Linked DNA regions of Sus scrofa: all the other regions are linked to region 2. Evidence: chromatin contacts called from public Hi-C and promoter capture Hi-C data. All regions are on one chromosome and are shown on one strand. The core of a region is the stretch at or near the end of the contact, and the rest is flanking DNA. Distances in the headings are between cores, read along the strand shown. Region 1 holds the start of NECAP1 (adaptin ear-binding coat-associated protein 1). Region 2 holds the start of SLC2A3 (solute carrier family 2, facilitated glucose transporter member 3). Region 3 has its middle 30 kb from the start of NANOG.

The links. Promoter capture Hi-C pulls out the DNA fragments that hold promoters and counts their contacts. A called contact is a pair of places that touch in the nucleus more often than the background predicts.
Region 1: a promoter capture Hi-C map of fetal skeletal muscle shows a contact between it and region 2, with 4 times the contacts expected there. The contact joins the promoter of NECAP1 here to the promoter of SLC2A3 in region 2. A contact is called at or near these places in 1 of 5 promoter capture datasets (fetal skeletal muscle), 6 of 47 Hi-C or Micro-C datasets (embryonic fibroblasts, liver, omental adipose tissue and 2 more) and 2 of 2 datasets of contacts at active chromatin or transcription factors (alveolar macrophages and skeletal muscle).
Region 3: a Hi-C map of alveolar macrophages shows a contact between it and region 2, with 2.2 times the contacts expected there. The contact joins the enhancer-like site here to the promoter of SLC2A3 in region 2. A contact is called at or near these places in 4 of 5 promoter capture datasets (fetal liver, fetal skeletal muscle and liver), 27 of 47 Hi-C or Micro-C datasets (adipose tissue, alveolar macrophages, blood and 13 more) and 2 of 2 datasets of contacts at active chromatin or transcription factors (alveolar macrophages and skeletal muscle).

What each region holds. Positions count from the first base shown.
Region 1 is chr5:63,120,939-63,123,668 of Sscrofa11.1, forward strand. NECAP1 (adaptin ear-binding coat-associated protein 1) reads left to right here and starts at 1,342. Exons shown (of 8, transcript XM_021092395.1): 1 at 1,342-1,514. The coding sequence starts at 1,420. It overlaps LOC110260746 (a long non-coding RNA gene), which reads left to right and starts at 1,521. Exons shown (of 2, transcript XR_002344116.1): 1 at 1,521-2,730.
Region 2 is chr5:63,040,460-63,043,246 of Sscrofa11.1, forward strand. SLC2A3 (solute carrier family 2, facilitated glucose transporter member 3) reads right to left here and starts at 1,496. Exons shown (of 11, transcript XM_021092391.1): 1 at 1,111-1,496.
Region 3 is chr5:62,960,407-62,963,106 of Sscrofa11.1, forward strand. It overlaps the pseudogene LOC106507524. Among named protein-coding and RNA genes, the nearest start is that of NANOG, 30 kb to the left of the region's middle. Within about 2 kb of position 1,270, at least 9 of the 83 cell types and tissues checked have an H3K27ac peak or open chromatin away from gene starts, as enhancers often do. A contact at or near this core is called in alveolar macrophages and retroperitoneal adipose tissue, where this site is marked.

The DNA.
Region 1 (2,730 bases), core at 92-2,591, 80 kb after region 2:
ATTATTGTACCTTTTTTTGCACACATGCAAATTTCCATAAAATAGTTAGTAGTGGATCTGCTAAACTCAAGGTTATGTACAATATTTTAATTCTGCTACATTTTCCTTTAGAAATGTACCAATTTACATTCCTGCCAACAGTGTAGGCGAGTATCCGATTCCTCATACCCTTACAAACGCTAGATATTATTCTCTTTATTTTAATGTATTTTTATTTATTATTTTTATTTTTGTCTTTTTGCCTTTTCTAGAGCCGCTCTCGTAGTACATGGAGGTTCCCAGGCTCGGGGTGTAATTGGAGCTGCAGCCACTGGCCTACGCCAGAGCCACAACAAAGCAGGATCCCAGCCGCGCCTGTGACCTACACCATACCTGACCTACACCATAGCTCATGGCAACGCAGGATCCTTAACCCACTGAGCAAGGACAGGGATCGAACCCACAACCTCATGGTTCCTAGTTGGAGTCGTTAACCATTGAGCCATGACAGGAAACTCCTTATTATTTTTTTAAAATTTTAAAATATTACTTTGCTACATAGGGTAGACAAATTAGGGATAGGTTTTTCATTCAGTCAACATAATGCAATGCAGACCACAGCTGTTGTAGTTAAGATAGACTTAAGTTCGCATCTCAGCTTTCCTTTTGCTATCTGTGCTAATTAAATCATTTAAGTGACAGTGTTGTGGCAAGTTTATATTTAGAATGTACAAGGCACATGTTTATAGAAACTGTTAGTAGGATTTATCATGATAATAGAACTGGGAGCAAACAGCGGCTATTAAATAGTTCATGATGTTTTCCGAAATGGTCAGGAATCGAGCTGATCCCATTTACAGTTTAACATGTGCAACATTTACAAAAAGATAACCATAATACACACTGAAAGTGTGGCCGACTATTTCAACAGGTACCTGTCTGGAAACTCCCAGATAAAAAAGTGCTATTATAAGGCAACGGATCCGGCTGTGCATTTTTGAACTTTGGATTTGGAAGATTAAAATCCACTGGAGGAGAGCCCTTTTCTGCTTAGAAACCACGGTTGAGAAGTGACTCTGGAAAGAAAAAAAATCGCCAGACTTTTAAGATGGTCGTCCTCTGACAGAACCGATGTCAACCACTGGGAGCAAGATGGCGCTTTCCCTCATCGCTTCTCGGGGATGGAGATTTCCCTAACGTGAATCACGCACAAGGAAGGCATCCTTGCCATTACCCAAGATGGTGCGTCGCGCAACCTCACTGTTTCCAGGTTTCAACATGGCTTCCCCAAACCGCCCACCGGAGGTTAATCTCAGAGACCTGTCGAAACGCGAGCGGAAGTAGCAAAAGCGGAAGTTGTTGCGTAAGGCCATTCCCCGCCTCTACGTACCGCCCCCGTGCTGACGCCCCGCCCCCAGCGGCGCGGAGCGCAGAGCCAAGATGGCGGCCGAGTTGGAGTATGAGTCGGTCCTGTGTGTGAAGCCCGACGTCAGCGTCTACCGGATTCCGCCCCGGGCCTCCAACCGCGGTTACAGGTACTAACCCGAGGCGCTGCAGCACAGGCGTACCCGGTCGGGATGGTAGTTTGCTCTTCAGGTGGCACGCTGCCTGTCCCTCCCACTTCCTCCTCTGGGTTATCACCTTGCTAGCCTCCTCACCTGGGATGTTACCGTCCTGTCTTCTTGCTCTTCCCCAACTCAGAACTTCCATCATCCTTGTTTCCGCTGCTTAAAAAAAATTACCATCCTGCATTCTCTCACCCCTCCTCCTCTTCGAACCCTCTGGACTACCCATCTGTTCCCGGTTATCCACATCCAGTGGGTATGGATAACCTACCTGCTCTATCTACAATCACCTTTCCTTCGCTTTTCCCTGCGTCCTTCAGCTTGTCACCCTCGTCTCCCCTTCTCTACCCCATTTCCAGTACCTCGTGCGCATTTGTGGGTACTCTTTGTGTTGTTGGCCGCTTTCTGGATGAGCTAATTTATCTTTTGTGCTGTTCAGTCTTATTACCAAATATCATCATCCACCGTATGGTTTTTCCCTTCAGCTCTTTTTGTCGGTAGACAACGGTTATGATCATAAGTTTTCCAATGTCGTCCAGTCTGTTTCTTTTTAAGTATATTTGCTATAGTGTTTTCTGTGTTCCTTCCCTCTTAATTTCTGTTAAAGCTTTTGCCTCCAGAGTTAACGCAGCATTTTCTCTGTAGGGCTAACTAACCAACCCTTATAATCCAATGACGGAGGGCTCAGGAGGCTGTAGGAAGTCACCAAGTCATGTAGTCCAAAGAGTTAACATGTCATTTATTGGGTTACATGTTAAAAAAATGTGAGTATGAGCCCTGGCAACTTAACAGCTCTGTGATTTGAGACAAATCTCTTAACCTCTCCAAACCTCGGTTTTCTCATCTGTAAAATAGAAAAAAAAAAAAAAAGTTGATAAATAAACCTGCTTTAGGTACATACCTTGCAGAAGTTTTTGGAGGGTTAAATGAAGTCGTATAGTAAATGTGAAAAAGAATTGAAAATGAATTTCCTAAAAAGAATTTAGGAAACAATAAGGCAGTATATAAGATACTGTTTTGATTTCTGACTCATATTGCCATCATGATGTTCCTCTTGGCATTTATTATTACCTTGGCCCAAAAGTTATCCTCTCCCTATGTCCGTTATTTTGCCTCCTTATCAGAGGTTCATTCATGGTGAGAAGCTTTGTGCTTGCTGATCAGCTTTGTGCTTGCTGATCTGTGC
Region 2 (2,787 bases), core at 246-2,745:
GACTATTTCCCGAGTTTATTAGGAGGCGGGGGAGAATCAGGACAGACAACTCCTTTGACTATTCCACAGCCTCCTTATACCCTTTCCTTTTCACTTCTCTGCAACCTTCCCACGCCCATCTTCATCTCTCTCCTTTCCTCTGTCCCCTGGTTCTTGTCTTCCAGTCATCCTCACTTGGGTAAAAAACAAAAACAAAAACAAACCCCACAACTCTTCTAGCTCAAATTAATATGCTTTTCTTTAAAAGTGAGGTGCCGGAGTTCCCGTTGTGGTGCAGTAGAAATGAATCCAACTAGGAACCATGACGTTGCCGGTTCGATCCTTGGCCTTGCTCAGTAGGTCAAGGATCCAGAGTTTCTGTGAGCTGTGGTGTAGGTCACAGACACGGCTTGGATCCTGCATTGCTGTGGTTGTGGCACAGGCCGGCAGCTGTAGCGTAGGCTGGAAGCTCTAGCTCCGATTCGAACCCTAGCATGGGAGCCTCCATACACCACAGGTGCGGCCCTAAAAAGCAAAAGGCAAAAAAAAAAAAAAGAAAGAAAGAAAGAAAGAAAAAAAACTGAGGTGCTACTTGCACTGAATGAATGAGCCATAATTTTCTAAGAAAATGCTAATTTTCATCTTGCAAAAATCTACAAAGCTACTCATCTGTATAGCACTTAAACTCTTGGTAGATACCTTTCAAGACTAGCATAGTTTTCTCTAAATGGTTTTCCTATGGCTCCCTCACTTTCTTCAGGCCTCGGGTCAAAAGACTCTTGGAAGTGTCACCCCTTCTCCCTTCCCCAATTTAATATGCCAGTCCCCTCTCCATTTCTGTGTATTTTCTTCATAAGATTTATCACCGTTTGGCATTTTGTTATACATTCACGCTTTTTTTTTTTTTTTTTTTTTTTTTGTCGATTATCCCTTCCCTAGAATATAAACTTCAGGGCCATTGCCTGCCTGGTCACAGTGGGATCCCCAGCACGTGGAGCAGGGCTCCTCCATGGTAGGTGCTCAGGAAATAACAAAACATTCTCTCCAATACTCGGAGGCTACATGCTAGTTTCTCCAAAGCCCCACCAGCCCTTCTCCCTTAGGCCAGCCCAACAGTGAGTCACCACCCACCTCTACCCGAGCCCAGCTGGGAGGGTCGTCCTCACGGCGGCCGGGCACAGGAACAGCGCTGCTCGCTCAACACCTGGACCCGGCAAACTGCGACTGGGCCCAGCGGCTCCGCTCAACCGCCCATGTCCAGGGCCACCCGCGTCGCTCCGTTGGTCCCAGGAGGCTGTGCCCGGGGTGGGGGGTGGGGGGTGGCGGTGATGCTGCCGCTGCGCTTCCGCCCGTCCCCTGAGCGGCCGTTAGGACCCCAGCGCATCTAGGAGAAGCCCAGGATTCCGTTTTGAGGGATCCGTTGATGTGGGAATAAAACGTGACTCGTGTGTCCGGCTCCCGCGGTGTAAGCAGGGGTCGCCTTCACCAGTCCCTCCAACCACGGCCGCAGCCTTACTTCTCACCTTCAAGCCAAACTGACCAACCGGACCGCCGCCCACCGGCTCCCACCCCGCGCCCCCAGTGCCTCGGCGGAGAGGCGGGGAACCCTTTACTGGGAAATAGCTGTGGGCCCCACCATCCTTAACGCCGCGGTTAAGAGCGTGTTAACATTTCTGCTTTAAGAGATACCGTTTTCCCCCTCAAACCTCCTCACTCCGAAGGTGATGCCCCCAGATATATCCGCAAGGGGGGGCCAGAATCGGAGCTGAGAAGGCAGAGAGCCTTCTTTTGAACCCCAGTAGCTCTTTTTCCGAGGAAAAGCCCCATCTGTCTTTCCCTCCACCTCTTGAAAGGGACTCTTTAAAATTTAGAATTAGGAGTAAAAGTCACCCCCCCCCCATTTGCGCTTTCCGGGGAGGGGCGGGGCAAGAGAGGAAAGGGTGTTTTGGAGAGCGTGTACTCATAGCTTAGCTTTAGTAAGGGATGAGTCCAGAGTGACAAGGTTTTATTTATTTATTTATTTTTGTCTTTTTAGCGCCCCACCCGCAGCATATGGAAGTTCCCAGGCTAGGGGTCGAATTGGAGCTGCAGCTCCCCACCTACACCACAGCCACAGCAATGAGGGATGTGAGCCACCTGCACCGGAGCTCGGGGCAATTCTGGATCCTTAACCCACAGAGCGAGGCCAAGGATGGAACCTGCTGTCCTCATGGATACTATTCCGATTCCTTTCTGCTGAGCCAAGGGAACTCTGACAAGGGTTTTTTAAAAAGGTCTGTGCTACACTTCTCAAAAGAGAATATCCTAGTGAGCAATAAACTCATGAAAAGATATGCAACTGAACAACCAAATTTATGGTTACCAAAAATTAGGAGTTTGGGATCAACATCAACACACCACTCTATATAAAATTAATCATCAACAAGGACCTACTGTACAGCATAGGGAACTATGTTAGATATCTTGTAGTAAATGATGATGGAAGAGAATCTGAAAAAGAGGGGAGTTCCTTGGCAGCGGAGTGGTTAAAGATCCAACACTGTCACTGCTATGGTGCAGGTTTGACCCCTGGCCTAGGAACTTCAGCATGCTGCAAGTGCAGCCAAAAAATAATAATAATCTGAAAAAATTATGTATATTCGGAATCACCTTATTATACACCTGAAACCAACACAACGTTGTAAACCAATTCTACCTCAATAAAGTTTTTTTTTTTTTTTTGACTTTTTGTCTTTTTGTCTTTTTTAGGGCCGCACCCATGGCATATGGAGGTTCCCAGGAGAGGGGTTGAATTGGAGCTACAGCTGC
Region 3 (2,700 bases), core at 20-2,519, 80 kb before region 2:
TGACAGAAACTCCACGGGCTTTCTATATGTAGTATCATGTCATCTGCATACAGTGACAGTTTTACCTCTTCTCTTCCAATTTAGACACTTTTATTTCTTTTGTTTGTCTGATTGCTGTGGCTAGGACTTCCAGTGCTATGTTGAATAAAAGTGGTGAGAGTGGGTATCCTTGTCTTGTTCCAGATTTTAGTGGGAAGGCTTTCAGCTTTTCTCCATTGAGTATTATATTTGCTGTGGGTCAAATTCATCTTTCAAGACCTGTTTTGTGGTAATGCCTGGAATTCCCTTTGAATCATCTATTTGGCTTGTTAAGCACAGTGAAGTTTTTCTCAGTAGATGGTGCTAGAAGGATATTGTAGAGGGAAGTGGGCTTCTGCTGGTGTCCGTGGCTATATCACAGGTCAGTAGTGGAGATGAGACAACATTGGGGGGGGTGTCCCCTCCCCGTCAGGCATGCACCCAGAACCCAGGCTCCCTCACCCACCTCACAGCCTGGCCAGGGTTGGCACTCACTCCACTAGGTCCCATGCCTCTCACCTGTTGCCAGCTTGATCCTTTCTGAATACTCACATATCTGGCCACCAGCCGTGGCGTACCTAAGAGTTGTTTCTTGCTTGCCTGGGGAGTGTAATCAAGCAGGACCCTGTGAGGTTTTCCCAGAGTGGACCCCCAACTCATGTCCTTCAACTGCCTTTTTGTCCATAGAAAAACTAGTCAAAGAATCAATTTAATCAGAAAAGTGAGAAAATAAAGGGAAAACGGTCAAGCAAGACAGAGGAGTAATAGTTTAGCCACTCAACAAGGTCAAGGACCTTTGATTCCTCAAGGACTATAGATTGTATTTGAGCCATGTCCTTGGAGCCGTGTTTGTTTGTCTGTTTGTCTGTTTGCCTTTCCTAGGGCCGCTCCCGCGGCATATGGAGGTTCCCAGGCTAGGGGTTGAATCGGAGCTGTAGCTGCCAGCCTACGCCAGAGCCACAGCAACACAGGATCCAAGCCGCGTCTGCGACCTACACCACAGCTCATGGCAATGCCCAATCCTTAACCCACTGAGCAAGGCCAGGGATCGAACCCGCAACTTCATGGTTCCTAGTCGGATTCATTAACCACTGAGCCACGATGGGAACTCCAGAGCTGTTTTGTTTGTTCATTTGTTTTGCTGGTGCTGAAGCTCTCAGCAGGTGAAAGAAGTCAACTCTATGCTGACTGCAAGTCCATAAACCCCAGTGGGGTAGGAACCAGAAAGTTGATGACACTAACTCCAACTACCTCACCACCCACCAATCAGGAAGTTGTTCATAAGCTGACCACGCCCTGCTCTTCAAACACTATAAGACTCCTCACTACCCCCTCAGGGGGCCACAGTCCTTAAGGCACTAGCCTGCCACGATCCCTTTCACTGACAATTAAAGCTGTTTTTTCTGTTTCCTCGAACTCCACGTTTCTATTTGGCATCTGTGTACAGAGGCAGCTGTGCAGTCCAGCAAATTCTCCTGCTCTCCAGGAAATGGCAACCATGCCTTTTCCAGAAAAAGCTGAACCTCCTCTGGGGAGATAGTCTCCCAAATTTGTCCTTTCTTGCACACTCTCCCCTCAGCTCCCGGATACCATATTGAGTTCTCTTACATCTTTTATTTATTTATTTATTTATTTAGGCCCTTAGGACCAAACCCACAGCATTTGGAGGTTCCCAGGCTAGGGATCAAACTGGAGCTGTAGCTGCCGGCCTACACCACAGCCACAGCAATGCCAGATCTGAGCCGTGTCTGTAATCTACACCACAGCTCATGGCAACACCAGATCCTTAACCCACTGAGTGAGGCCAGGGATCGAACTGCCGTCCTCTTAGATGTTAGTCAGGCTCATTACCACGGAACTCTGCTTTTGATTTTTTGATCCCTCAAAACACTTCGTTTTTTTAGTGTTCTGACTCTGCTTTGTGCCTTCCACACTTTCACAATGACTTTCTGTTCCTCCATACAGCAAACTCGCTTGATCCTGCCACAGACATTTAGGTCCCACAGAACTACCAAAGGCCCTGCTGGTATGTTTTTTGTGTGGACAACTTCCGGTCTCTCAGCATGAACCCTTCAAAGGTGGCCTGGGCATGTGCCATAGGAGGATTTTGGTGCTTTCCCATCCTTTTTGGTATAAAGTTAAATAATTCTATCATCAGAGGTTCTGGACAACCTAGTTTTATTAGTGGTTGTGTTGTAGGACAGCCTACAAGGGTATGTCAACCGCTGGACCATTCTGAATGCCTCCAGATAGCACCAGCCTCCGGGGGAAAAGCCTGGATACTATTTTAAGCGTAACTATTTTAAAACTATTTTAAGTGGAATTGGAAAGCTTTGAGCAGGGGAGCAACATGATCTGATTTTAAAAGGTCACTCTGGTCATGTGAAGAATGAATTATAAGGAAGTAAAGATGGAAAAAAGGAGCGGAGACAACAACAGTTTTGGAGAATGTGGTGTACTCTCTGAGGATCCCTGGGGACAGACAGGGGTGTTTCACCCTTTCATCTCCTCTGATACAGAGCACCACAGTTTGAGGATTAAGTTGGGTGTAAGGAAGGCTACATGGAGCTCCTGCCTGGGCTAGCAGAAATAGAAAGCAACCATTCAAGTATCTTTTAGTAGGAGTTTCCTGGTGGCTCAGAGGGTTAAGGATCCAGTGTTGTTACTGCTGTGGCACCAGCG